2 separate regions of the Drosophila melanogaster genome follow, and region 2 is linked to region 1. Evidence: chromatin contacts called from public HiChIP or PLAC-seq data. All regions are on one chromosome and are shown on one strand. Each heading gives the region's core, a stretch centred on a gene start, on an enhancer-like site or on the middle of the called end of the contact. The rest is flanking DNA. Distances are from core to core; before and after follow the strand shown.

The links. HiChIP or PLAC-seq counts read pairs in DNA pulled down with a chosen protein or histone mark.
Region 2: a Psq HiChIP or PLAC-seq map of the Kc167 cell line shows a contact between it and region 1, with 2.6 times the contacts expected there. The contact joins the promoter of CG31230 here to the promoter of CG31122 in region 1. A contact is called at or near these places in 11 of 107 Hi-C or Micro-C datasets (the Kc167 cell line, the ML-DmBG3-c2 cell line, the S2 cell line and 5 more) and 2 of 6 datasets of contacts at active chromatin or transcription factors (both in the Kc167 cell line).

What each region holds. Positions count from the first base shown.
Region 1 is chr3R:18,411,199-18,417,972 of dm6, reverse strand. It overlaps CG31122, which reads left to right and starts at 5,099. Exons shown (of 6, transcript NM_001369998.1): 1 at 5,099-5,211. It overlaps CG10864, which reads left to right and starts at 6,342. Exons shown (of 1, transcript NM_142469.2): 1 at 6,342-6,774. The coding sequence starts at 6,603. It overlaps fru (fruitless), which reads left to right. Exons shown (of 8, transcript NM_079673.3): 8 at 673-3,700. The coding sequence ends at 1,196.
Region 2 is chr3R:18,669,224-18,676,348 of dm6, reverse strand. It overlaps CG31230, which reads right to left and starts at 4,670. Exons shown (of 1, transcript NM_169830.2): 1 at 4,255-4,670. The coding sequence starts at 4,613. The coding sequence ends at 4,434. It overlaps CG7702, which reads right to left and starts at 6,959. Exons shown (of 3, transcript NM_169829.2): 1 at 6,787-6,959; 2 at 4,975-5,211; 3 at 1,670-3,527. The coding sequence starts at 4,998. The coding sequence ends at 1,938. It overlaps dind (diamond), which reads left to right. Exons shown (of 5, transcript NM_142484.3): 5 at 114-1,723. The coding sequence ends at 1,220. It also overlaps asRNA:CR45028.

The sequences.
Region 1 (6,774 bases), core at 3,850-6,349:
AAAGGATAATTTCAAAAAGTGTTGCCTACTTATCGCGCGCACTGTTCGAATATTTTACAAACGCTTAGTTTTAGCAAACGAGCTCGCATTTATATTCTTCACATATATCTCTAAATTTAATTTATGATCTATACTATTAAAAGAGTAATATAATATTTCATTTGCACGCTGAAATATGTGAGGAGGAGACGCAGAAACGATCGAAATATCCCCTGTGTTAGTCACTCATTTATGTATATTTTCCGTTGACCTAAGTTGCTTGATTGTAGTTAGTGACGTTTGTTTGTTTTAAGGACTACCTAATTTTTGTGTACTTTCTTCTTAGTTGTTCTAGTTTAGTTTTGATATTTTTTCATTATGCCGCATAAGTATATTTGTTTTTAGCTCACAAAAACGAACTCTACCTATCTCTGTCTCGCCCTCTTTCTCTGTCTGTCTCTCTCTCACACACTCACTAGTACACCACCTACCCACCACCCACTATCTCTTTCTCTCTCCCTCGCTCTCTCTCTGACTATTATACGAAAAAAAAAACCAATCCAAATCCAAACAAAAAATTGAAAAAACAAAAAACAAAACAATCAAAGAAATCTATTTCTCTGGGCTGATTTTCGTCCCGCTCGACGGGCTGTTGTGTGTTCTGTTCTTCTCTTTCTCGTTCTCGAACCGCAGGCAGCAGCGCCCGCCACCACCTGTCGACCCCCCTGTCGACCTCGTCGTCGGCCTCGCCCCCGCCGCCCCCTTTCGGGATGCACCTGTCGGCGGCCCTGAAACGCGAGTACCATCCTCTGCACTATATGGCCGCCGGCAACGGTCACAACGGCCCATCGGCGCTTGGTTATGGCAATCAGGGATCGGGCAATGCGCCGAATAGTGCCGGAGGAGCTGGATCGGTTGCGGGCGGAGTGGGAGCCGGCGGAGGAGCCGGCGGAGCAACTGGAGCAGCTGGCCATAATTCGCATCACACCATGTCGTACCACAACATGTTCACGCCGTCCCGCGATCCGGGCACCATGTGGCGGTGCCGCTCCTGCGGCAAGGAGGTGACCAATCGCTGGCACCACTTTCACTCCCACACCGCCCAGCGGTCCATGTGTCCCTACTGCCCGGCCACCTACAGCAGGATCGATACGCTGCGCTCCCATTTGCGGGTGAAGCATCCGGATCGCCTGCTCAAGCTGAACTCATCCATTTAAGGGCGTGGCCGGGGCCCAAGTGCAGCCCATCACCGCCAGCTTTACCAGCAGCAGCAACAGCCGCATCATAAGCAGAAGCAGAAGCAGCAGCAGCAGGAGCAGCAACAGCAGCAGCAGCATCAGCCGCATCAGCAGCAACAGCAACCAGCTTACTACGTCAGCAACTATAGCAACTACAGCAATAATAGATACAGCTACAGCGATAGTTTATTGTAAATCGCTGCAGTTCTAGGTGGATTTTTCTTGCATTTAGTCGTCGTCCAGTCGTGTACATTACCCACTAGCTATCCAAGCAATAACCATAACCCAAACTAGTAGAAAACCGAAGATGCTATGCTATGGCAAAACGTAAAGCGTTAAACACAAGTATATTGATAATCTTAACTAAACTTATTGATAAACTTTGACACAATCGTCCCATCAATTTATAAATGTGTATAACTAAGGAAGATTAGGAAAAGGTTTCAGTTGCGAGTCGAGGAGAAGGATATGCCCAGCATAGAGGGCCAGTGGAGGCGGAAAAAAAGTTTTCCAAAGCCACAACAAACCGTTTCGAAGGTTTCTAAATGTTGTTTCCTAAAAACTATAAAGTAATAACTACACTAATACTAGAGAGAGAAAGTCGAGGAGAATCGTTTTGAGCCGATTCAGCAAATTGGGGTCACTACCACATCACGCGGGGTCACCAGCAGCAGCAGCAGCAGCAGCAAAAGGAGGATGCGGATGCGAATGCGGATGCGGATGAGGATCAGGATGAGGATCAGCCAGCACAGCAACAGTCACCCACAAATACTACTCATACGAAGGTCACATTAGGTTTTAGTTTACTTTAATTTGTAATGTCTAGATTTTAGTGTTAACCGATATGTTCTGCGGAGTAGGAAACGGATGAGGGCTACTCAACCAACTACAAAGAAATTTTCATATACCTCAAATGCATTTCAGTTTTATTGTTGATTGCTTTAATTTTAGTCTACGTAGTCAGTTAGCACTTATACATAAAGTACCACATACATATATGTTATTTTTTAATCGGTTCCAATTTGAATCGGCGAGATAGCCAATAGTTTACCAATGTTTTCCTCTGTTTTTTAGTGTGTGTGGTGTGTTCCCTATCACTATCACACTTTTGATTTTGTCCTATGCGTTAAGTTGAAGATTTTAGGATTAGCTCGAACCACTTGAACCACCTCACTTTTTTTTGTTAAGCTTGTTTATATTTTATATTTATGGTCACACGTTTATTTAGTTAAAGTACACTAAACACATATGAAATCACGCGGAAGAAAGTTAGTTGATATGAGGGCTATACAAGAAAAAATCATATCACAAAAATCTAAAAAAAAAAAAAAAAAATAAGGAGAAATAATTGGAAAAATCTATAGAAATTATATTTTTAAATTGCTTAATTGTCTGCTCGATTGGCAAGAAATTGGACGGTTTAATTCTAATTTGATTACCATAACCCGCAGAGACGGCAAAAGTAATTAATTTTAAACATTTTGTGATAGACAAAATTATGTTTCGGCGCAAAATAAATTTAGAAAATGAACCCCTACAATATAAAATATAAAATTAAATGTGATATTTTCGGCACAAAACTTTACAAAAACAAAGTAAATAAAAAGTAACATAAGGGAGTGGCAACATTTGGCTAAGATTGCTGCCTTTTTCGTATTTCTTTAGATGATTTTTGTTATAGAACTATTCAAAATTGTTATCTTTCGGTCCAAAGCACAAAATGTATAAAATTACTTTCTAGTTATTCTTTAAACCCTATTTTACTTAACTTTAAAATCTTATTTGATTTCCTAATTATAAATTACGTGCATGTGCGTGTGTATATATATATATATATATATATATATATCGATTCGAAAATATATGTACACACAGATTTCATAATTTTATTTAGTTATAAGTTGATTGAGTTGAGAAACTTTAAGCCAATAAACTACCGCAAAATTAAAAAACAAGAAACAAAAAATAGCACAGATGTTAAGGCAAACCACTACTACACACAGATTTATGTACCAAAAATGTAATAAATATGAAATTATAAACAAAAAACAAAAACAAACGAAACCAAGCAGTCAGAAACCAAAAGCAAACAACTAGAGAAAGCTAAAAAAGAAGGAGTCTAGCTGGATTTTTCTAACCTTTTTCCAAACATAAGCATAAATCATAAAACGAAATATTTTTATACATCCACTTGTAATCGGCCGATTGAAAGGAGAGCCACCAAAGATCGGGGGATATAGGGTTGCTCTGTCGAATCGGGTCTGGAATATACTATATACTATATTTACCAGATGGCAAACGATCCGCAATCGTCATGCGCAAATACAAAAAAAAAAACAAACAACAGCGAGTTGTAATTTATTTTCCTCTACAGTTACAAACTCAATTAATCAATATGCAAATACAAATGTTGCAGTGGCCAAATCACACGGCACACCGGCAGCAATGAAAAATATTATTAACAGTTTTCGTCGTCTACCAGTTTAAATAAATCAATCCATTAAGATCTATATATATATATATATCAAGCAACAAATATATATATTTCAAATTTATTCAAATTAAAATCAAAATATAATTCACTAGCAGCATTTAAATGTCAAGCGAAACAGCGAATAAAACCAAATAAAATTTATGATTATTATTATTACATATATCAACAACACTCGTTTCATGTTCTGCCCTTCATGACCTCGTCCCTCCCTTGGAAGCACAATTCAAATCGTTAGGTTTGGGTTCGATTTTGGGTTCGGAGCCCTTGGATTTGGGGTTTGGGTCGGAGTTGTGGGCGGAAATTGCATTTTTCAGCTACAAAAACCTCTGCGGATTGCCATTTTCGGTGACGGGGTAAGTAATTGGTCAGACTCGGTAAGCTAAATTATATGGTATTTCAATAGCTATTGTTTGGTTTTGCAGGTAGAAGTACATTTACTTCGATGTCTTAGCATCGATGTAGTGAATCAAAGGAGCAACTCCAATGAAAGAACGCGCTTTAAAAATCTAAAAAAAATTTATAGGTTTAAGATTTACTTACAACAAGCATTGCCTTTTACAATATAAAATGAAATAAAGGAAAATAAAGTAACATTTATTGCACTCAAAATTGTTTTTCTTACAAAATAAAACATACAATTTATTTTTGACTAACTTTAACTATTAAGCGAACTAAAAGAAGTTATTGGTTTTGTTTTAAAACTAAAATTATACCACAATTATTTTCTAGTATAGAGGAGTATAAGGATTTCATAGCTGTAAAATATTGAATCGGGCGCTTAAATCAAACAACTATTTAATGACAGAAGTAACTTCAAGTTTTGATATATAGATTTAATTATTTTCATTTCATTTATTTGCAACTTGAGAAGCAAATATAGATTAACAATAATGTGGTAGGAAATGTAGCAATTTAATATTTTAAAAAGAAAAAGGAAATAAATTAAGTTAAGTGAAAACTTTTAATGTCGCAATAATTCGATATCTTAATGTTAAATACACATTTCCTTGATAGTTTCGATGTGTCTCTATTTTTGAATATTTAAGTCGAGCCCGCCAATATTTGGAGTTGCCACCTTATATGCAACTCATCGATTATACAAATCGCGATGACTGGGCACACTAACAATCGCTTTTCCGTAGTCAGAGTGACCACCTATTGATTTGTGTACTGATTTATCGATAAGTAGCAATTTTATACATATTAGGCGCTTAAGAACAAATTTAAATTTAAAACTTTTTAAAAATACTGTACATATGTGCAAAAAAGAAAGGCCAAGAAATAGATAAGGTGTTGGTTATGCGCTCCCCACCATATAGCCGCAACTATCGACAGATACAAAACACCGATAGTGCCATCGATAGTTCTGGCTGCTCTAGTCGCGAAAACACAGACGCAAGATAAAAGAAAAACAGACGAAGAGGGAATACGGGAAATACGCGGGAAGAGCAGCCAGAACGCCAAAATTTTCACGCGCAACGATTAACGAGAATAAACAGCGTAAGTAGCGGAAAAGTGCAGGTGAATTGCAACGGTAATTGCAGAGTGCAATGCGCCGGAAAATTTTGCATAAACTTTTTGTGAAATTTCAACTGTGTTTGTGTGAGTGTGCAGCAGCAGCAGCGAGTTAGCGTGCGTGTGTGTCTGTGTGTGTGAATGCGAGTGCGCTGGTGTTGAAAAAATCTATCTCTTCGCTACGCATTTTCACCCCCCGTTTTTGCGTATTTGATCTTTCTTCCTCTTCTTCTCTATCAGCACAGCCGCCTATGCGTGCGTGCGTGTATGAGTCTGTGTGTGTGAGTGCGTTCTCTGCTTTCGTTTTTTAATTCTTTGTTTATATTTACGTATAGTTTGTTTGGGGGGCCCCGTTTTATTGTTGTTACCCGATGGCGGATGCTCTTTCCCGTTTTGATTTATCGCCGCGCCGTAAAAATAGCGCCCAATTCTGATTCCGTTTTCAATTCCGAGATTCCCAAAAGCTCTCGCGCCGTCTGCTCCACCACACACACCCGTCGTCAATCAAAGTGCCGAAATTTTATGACCAACACTACCAGGCTGTATCTTTCGGATTTGCTTAATTGCAGGAAATTGTCAGGGGAATATGTGTATCAGCACTTTTATTCCAAGCAGATAACTTTGCAGAATTAGTTTTGCCAAGATAAAATCGGTTAAATCTTGATTTAGGACCATACGAATAGCTACATTAAATAGTTTTCTCCAATTCAATACTCTCTGTACTGTACTCACTGTACTAAAATGATAAAAACCTAATGATTACTCATTAGTTATTATGACATCCTAACATATCAATAGTTATTTCAATGAAATTTCTACAAAATCGTTATCAATTAATTGAAGTACTATATGATAATAAGATGCTTAATCGTAACTATTTTTCAGTACAGATTATTGTATATTGTTGCATATTGCACCTGTACCACAGTGATGTCTTAATTGCCCCGTCCATAAATTTGACGTAAATGGCCTGATTTAGAACCGCGGGCACTTGCTGGCATAAATATCTGAGCCGCAATATTTGTTTTCCATAGATTCATTCGGCTTTCCACTGGCTTTTCCGCTCGTTTGCTCTCCGAGTCTTGGTAGATTTTCCCTCGAAACAGATTTCCACCAGTTGAATTTTGGCGCCCGCGCTGATCGGTTGTGCAGTCGGGAAAATCTCACGTTTGATCTTGTGGAAAATGTGCCGTGCAAAGGCGTGGGTCTATTTTTAGACAACTTGCTGATTTCCACACTCGCCGCCGTGCTCTAAATCAGATTGAGAATCGATAACTGTCCAATTAATTGCACATCGTCGGGCTCAAAGGCCATTCGACCAGAAGGGAGATATCCGGAATCTGTGGAATCGGTTATATAATCCATGTGCGACTAAAATGGCCAGCAAATTTCAGAGGAAACCATCTCCCGGCGGAACTGTAGGCATGGGAGGGGGGCCATCGAGTGTTTCCTCTACGCCGAGCAACCAGCCGAGGAAAAGGGTGAAACGCTGCTGCCGCAACTTCGTCACCTTTATGTGCACCCAGGTGGGCGTGGGCGCTCTGATCG
Region 2 (7,125 bases), core at 3,421-5,920, 260 kb before region 1:
CTAGGTAATACGCCAATGCTTTCTGTAAATATACTTTTCTTTTGGTACACTCAAAATGTTATAATTTATATTAAACTTCCTCATCTAACTTACTAATTATAAAATTATTCTAGGACTTTCACAACATCTTCGCCTATGTGCAGTCACAATACCTGCTCCGGCTGGCACTCACCATCACAACTCGTCCCTCGATCTCTCAGCTGAGCGAGGATCTGGTGAAAATCGACAGCCTGGTGAGGCAGTTGGTACAAGAGGAGGAGCAGCACTTCAGTAATCTAGCATTAGCCCTGCAGAACAAGAAGCAATTGGAACTGGCTGAGCTGAATGCGACTAGAGCAGAGCAACAGCAGAGTGGACCAATTGCTGTGCTGCAGCACTCCTCGCTAAAACTAAGCGCCTGCATGGTGGCCGTGGCCGCAGAATGTCAAGCTCTGGACGTGACTCTTCAAAAACTCACTGTCACAGAGGCGGCAAAAAAGAACAACTCCAAGGAGCTGGTGGCTGTGGCCAATAATATGCATGGCATCGAAAATGCCTTGGCCGTTTGCTGTGATGATTTCCAGCGATTGATGCTGGTCTACAACAAGTTCTTGCACAGTCAGCTGGATTTGGAAGGAGAGTTGCCGAAGCCCAAGCAGGATCTCGACGATGAATTCCCCGAGAGCATTCTTAGGGTTGAGTTCTCGCAGAACGTGGATGCTCCGCAGCAGAGGGATGACTTTTATGCATACATGTACGATGAAAACGAGGAGCAGCACTTTGAAGCTGAGCAGAATGCACCGTTTCCCTCGCCGGAAAAGGAACTGCTTAACTTCGAGAAGCGTATTACCAAGGGAAGGTTTAAGCCTGTCCTCAAACAGCTGAAAGATCGCATCGATCCCATCAGACAAGTTATGCTGGAAAAGGAGCGTGAGGTTCTGGCCTCTAAGGGCATAAATGTGGACGAGCTGTTTGGCAAAATGGAAAGAGTCGAGCAGCAGCAGGAGGACAATCGCTTGGCGGATGCCGCACCCTTACCTGTCTACGAATCCTCCAGCAACTCAGATTCGGACTCTGCTGACGAAGAGGCATTCAGGCGACGCAGCAAACAGCACAAGGAGCGTGATAATTTTGCTGAAATGCGTCAATTTCTTGCTCAGAAGCAGGCTATTAATCTGTTTAAGCTACCACCACCACCTGTGGCCGCCGGTGGGGAGGAGCTGCTTGAAAGTGAATGCTAGACGGGCTGGCTGGCTGTTTGTTTTGTTGTTCACTAGCCTGTTATCTGGATATTTGCTCTGAATAGTTTAAGCTTTTATCATTTATCTAGCCAATTGGAGAGATAGACCGCTCGCCAAGCGACGCCACATCACCCCGAACACAACTTTCTGCCTTTCGGTTGTTCCTCGTTTTGATGTTCCCTACCATTTTTATAACTAAATAAAACATAGCAAAACAAAATAAAACAAAGCAATGAATAAATGTTATTAAGTAGGCCAACTCTACATAATACATATGTGAAAGCAATTGGAAAAAATTCATTTAAACTATTTGAATCGGCAATTCGTTTTGACACTTGCGTTTAAGGAACTTAATTACACTTTTAATTAAAAATCATTGTTAAAAAAAAAACATAAGTTTGGCAATCACGTTACCGATATATGTATACTCTATGTAAAGAACTGTAATTGAAATTAAAAATCTTTTATTACACACTAATGTGCGGATCTTAAGTACAATACACAAACATCGATGGCTTCACTAAATACTAGGGTCTAGGGACTGGCAATGGGATCAGCTCCTTTGTGGAAATTAATACAGGGAGCACCTACATATGTACAGGATAGCACGCACAGGAAGTCTTTCGGTTGGGATCGCGTCACTGTCGTGGACATCTTTGGCTCGAAACTTGTGCAGCTAGCTCGGAATTTGAACCGTATTAGGATTTTAACACCGTGTTAGGCATTGGCAGCACCAGTGGTCACCCCACTGCTGCTCCCGGCATGAACATTATTGAACTTGCTGGCCACCGAGACGGGCTGCAGCTGCGAGAACTGCGACAGATTGCTGCCCCTAACGCTGGTGTACCGGATGGGTTGTACTCCGTAATCGCTGCCCTTGAGCCGTCGGCGCACACAGACCACGACGAATCCGATGACCAGACCAATTACCAGGACAATGCTGGCTATAATGGCGGTGAGTATTATGTAGTGGCGTCGCAGGAATCGCGGTGGCTCCTCGTCCACCTCGCGATATTTCTTGGGTATCACCATTTTGCAAATACGTTCGGCTGTCAAATTGGAGAGCGGAGATCCGGCCAGAAGGTATGGCGTTTCACAACGCGCCTCAGTTCCATCCCATTCCCGATCGATGTGGTTCAGTCCAATCAGCTCCAGGGCTTTGAACAGTTCGCAGCTGCAATACCAGGGATTTCCGGAGATGCTCATGCGACGGAGTCGTGGCCAGGTCTCATTCGTAGAATTACTACTGTTATTGCTCGAACCGGTGGCATTGATAACCAGAGTAGTCAGTGCATTCCAGGACAAGTCCAACTGCGACAAATTTCGACTGCTCAGAAGATCGGCCAACTCCAAGCGCTCCAGCTTCGAGTTCCTAGAGCAATCTAGGTGCTCCAAGGCAGGCAAGTTCAGAGCACCCTTCTCCAGACTTCGCAGGGAGGGCATGCTACTTATATTCAGTCGTTTCAGGGAAACCAAGCCCTGCAGGCTATTCTCCTTCAAGCTGAGAAATGCATTTCCCGCCAAGTTGAGTTGAACCAAAGATTTGCCCAATAGCTGCAGGCTGGCTGGCATCGTGGAAAACTCATTTCCGGAGACGTCCAGGAAACGGAGGCTTGTGAGCTTCGAGAAAAGCTGCGCTGGCAAAGTCATCAGGCCATTGTGCGAGAGATCCAGTCGCTGCAGTGTAGCAACCGATCCAATGGAGGCTGTGGTGGCTTCATCCAGGGAACTCAGCTTGTTGTAGGCCAAGTTCAACTTGGTCAAGTGGGGAGTGTGCTCGAAGAGCCGGCGATCCAGTCGAACTATCCGGTTGTGGCTCAGGTCCAGGTCTCGCAAACCAATCGGCTCGTAGCGAGTGTTGCGGAAAGGACCCCTGAAGAGATCCGGCACCAAGGCATCGTCAGTTATATCATTCCAGCTGATATAAAGGGCCTGCACATTGGGCACGTCCATGAACAGCGGAGCCTGCAGATCCTGTAGGCCACAGTGGCGGCAGGAGAGAGTTAAGCTGGCATTTGTGGCCGGCAGCTGTTGGAGCAACTTGATCCTATTGCCCGAGTACGAGACGACAATCTCCGATGCAGCTCCGGACGCAATCGCCTGGCTGCCAAACTGCTCCGGCCAGCGGGCCAGGATGTGCTCGAAATTCCTCACCGAGCAGTCCAGGTTGAAGTGCGTCCGATGATCCACATCCTGGGTGCTGAGGCACAGGCACGTCTGGCAGATGTTGCTCACCGGCTGGTACGGAATGTCCTCATGTTGGCTCCGAACTTCAGTGGCCAGGAGCAAAGCCGCTCCTGCAAGGAACTAAATGATAATAAGCGCTTGAGTTAAATGATACAATTGCATATATAAATCAAAATAAATTTTTAAGTGCTTTCCGTTTCCTTCGAAATATTGTGGAATATATCTAGTTAAAATCTTACAAGAGTTTTAAATTTTAATTTAAATATTTTTTGGATTGTTTTTGGAATTTCCTCAATTTTTAATAAAAAATCAAATGGGGATCTTTGCTACATTTCGTCTCAAAAAAAAAAGTACTTTAGGGAGATTATAACATTCTCGGAAAAACAACCTGAGTAATATGCACGTGTCCCTTGAAATTTTCGCCACATTTTCCATCGTTCTGACCATGGACAGAGTGTTGTATGTCTGATTTGAAGCTGCTTCTCATATGTCACGATTGCCACGAAGTACAAGTGTTCAGACAGACGAAAGTACTTTGCAAACCAGTAAGGTTGGCGCCATTAATATAATTGCATTGCTGCATCCAAGAGTTCTAAAAAGCTGAGACGTGTAGCGAATACCAATGCAATGTTTTATAGGAATTTTATATAGCAAAAGTAACTTGATTTTCATTTAAGGAACAGTCTAACTGCTAATTGCCCACACATAATTGATTGCATTGAATACTAAGAAAATACGTATACGACAGGGTTAACGGACACAAGTTTGCTTAGTCAACCTAAAAAACTGTGCTCATTTTTTTTTTTAAATCAATCATTTCTGGGTCAATATACAAAACAAAGAAATTATTCTGTCATCGATCGTTGGTCTGTGTACACCGCAATAAATATTTATATAATTAATCAAGTATATATTTTACATTAGCATTCTATGGAACATATGGGTTCTAGTAAGATAACATTGATTGATATAGTAGATTCGGTCAGCCATATTCTACATAGATGCGTCTAGTTTGGTTCGCTGCAACTACTCTCCGAGGAACTTTAACATAATAACATCAAGAACTACATCCTCGGCTTTGTCAATCACACATAAGGAGAATACGAGCTCGGCCATCTTTCTCCAACGATCCCCACGATTTCTGTTCATCTTCATTAGGGTTTTGAAGTAAATTCCGATTGGTATCCGTACTATTGCTGCTTTCATGTGTCTTGAAGACTTGAGATAAATTTGTGGCAAAACATGTTCAACTGATATCGGTGAGTGAAAACTGAAAGCCAATGCGATGTATCTCCAAGTGGAAAACATCTCGACATGACGCATCTGATTGACTCACACAGATCTGATTCGATAACCTATATGGCATCCTAATTTTGTTGTTTTTTTTTTTGGGCCAACTGGCCGTCCGGAAGGAGGTCATCGATGTGCTTCATAAAAAGGTCTCCCCACTTGGGCACATTCAGGAAAAGAGCTTAACGGAAAACACTCTCTGATCCCCACTATCTGAGCCCAAAGTATGTGCGATAAGATAGGGATACTGTTTTAGATGGCTGAAATATTTACTCACCAACAACAGAAGTTTGTGCTTCATTATGGTATCGGTTATATGTAGATTCGATTTGAGTTTCGGTTTCGGTGTTTTCCAACTCAGGCGTACTGAATTTCGAGTTATGTTGCTTATATCTTTTGAGTTTCTTGTTCTTGCACTTATTTGTCTTTTGATTAAATTTTTATCCAGAACATTTACTTATTACTTTTTAAACGCAGCACACGGCAAGCGTACTGCATGCCTCGCAGTATAGAACTAAATATATGAATCAAGTAAAGCCGCCGTGGACTGAAGCATTATTTGTTTTGATTAGATATCGGTGGGCAAGAGAAGAGAGTCTCTCTCGGGGCTCCACTCCCTCATCCTACCTCTATCACGCTCTCTCTCCCACGTTCTCAGTTCTGAGATCGTAATCTAAGCCGTCGGTAAAAATGAGTAAAAAGTAAAAGTGAATTCTAATTGAGTCATCAACGGACTCTTCTGCCTTTCTGGCTCTCCCCCTCTGCTTTCTCTCTACTTCTATGTATATTTTTCTTTGCAAGGCCGTCAGATTGCTTTGCTGCTTTCTTCGTCAGCTAATTGCTCGTAGCCACCTGCCTAAAGTGCAATTGCCTCTCGAGCATACAAGAACTACAGTATTGCACCCCTACGGCGAATTTCAGTATCTCTAAGAAATGAAATAACAATGGATCTACAATTGAATTTCATCAATAAGTTGTATCTTTTAAATCCAAAAGTAATTTCGTTACTACTCTCGATTATATCTCATATTTTTCTAAAGAATTGAAAGGAATAAAAACAAATCAGAAGCCAACATTATGTTGTTATTTTTTTCTACATTTATTGTATATTTCTTTATACAGTACTCAACATTAGCATTTCGAGCTATAGAAGTTTTACTGTATTGTTTGGCTTCGAGCAGATTGCGCTGTGATAAGATAAGACTTTGTGTCTCGTTGTGGGAAAAAGTTGGAGCCAAATAATTAAACCATCAGTTCACTCAGCTTAGCCCCACCACATCTGCTCCAAATGACTTTTGATTCAATGGCCGAAGGAGAGCCAATTAGATGCGATCGCAATTGCAAGTGTCACTTGGTTCCATTGAACTTGCTGACGCCTGGCATCGGGAATTAAGAATCGAGAAATGAGAAACGAGAGCGAAGAATGGAGAATTGAGCTGTTCGCAGCTGCCGACGATGAGAAAGGCAAACAAGAAGTGTTTGTGGCTCTGGAATTGGTTGCATAAACAAAATACTGACGAAGTTAACCGAACACAGCCAGACGACCAATGTTGCCCAGACACTTGTGACTCACGATCGCATTGGAGGCAAGTACAGTGGACATCGCATAGATTGTAAGTATCTATTGTGGTAGCTTTTAAAGTCGTCACAATGCACAAATGTAGCAGCTCCAATACGAAATATTTCTAATATCATTTATACCTGTATCTACCTAAAAAGCAGTTTCATTAGAATGCATTAATATTACACTATCTTTTAAATGTCCCGCCTTTGATGTTCCTAGCAAATGCTATCAGAAACTAGTTCCCCGTCTCACTTCTTATCCGATGTCCACTGTAAACGTTCACCTAAGAGATTTGATCTCTGTCGCCTCGCCTCCAATAGCGTTTCTTTCAAGAAACCGCAAGGGTGGCGGACGAGACGCACATCCGTGGCAAAGTTCCATGTGCTTACTAGTCGTTAGTCTGTGTTTAATTTAATGATGAAGGCTTTTGCATATTCCGTGAACTGCACGCGACCCAACCGCACACACAATAAAAGTAAATGTCCGTCGAGTGCGAATGAAACCCGTTTGCGTTGCTGCGGTTACTGCTGATCTTGCCGATGTTGCTGCTGTTGCACTTTTGCAGCTGCTTGGGGAACGATGCTCATCCTCGTCTGTAGAAGAAACACGCGCGAAGGCTGATGTCGAAAACGGAAACGTTAGCGCAGAGGAGCCAGCAACGAACGATCTCTACCTGCCCGCCGCTCGAGTCGAACTGAACAAAAAAACCGAAACTGGAAATTTGCTGCTGGATCGAGATTCCCGTTCGCGTTCCCACAAAAGTGGACACAGTGCTCCCCCGAAAAGAAAACCGGTCGGGGGCTCGCTGGCCGAATTTTAAAGCGAGACTGTGGCACATTGTTTATGCCACACAGTGCCTTTTTG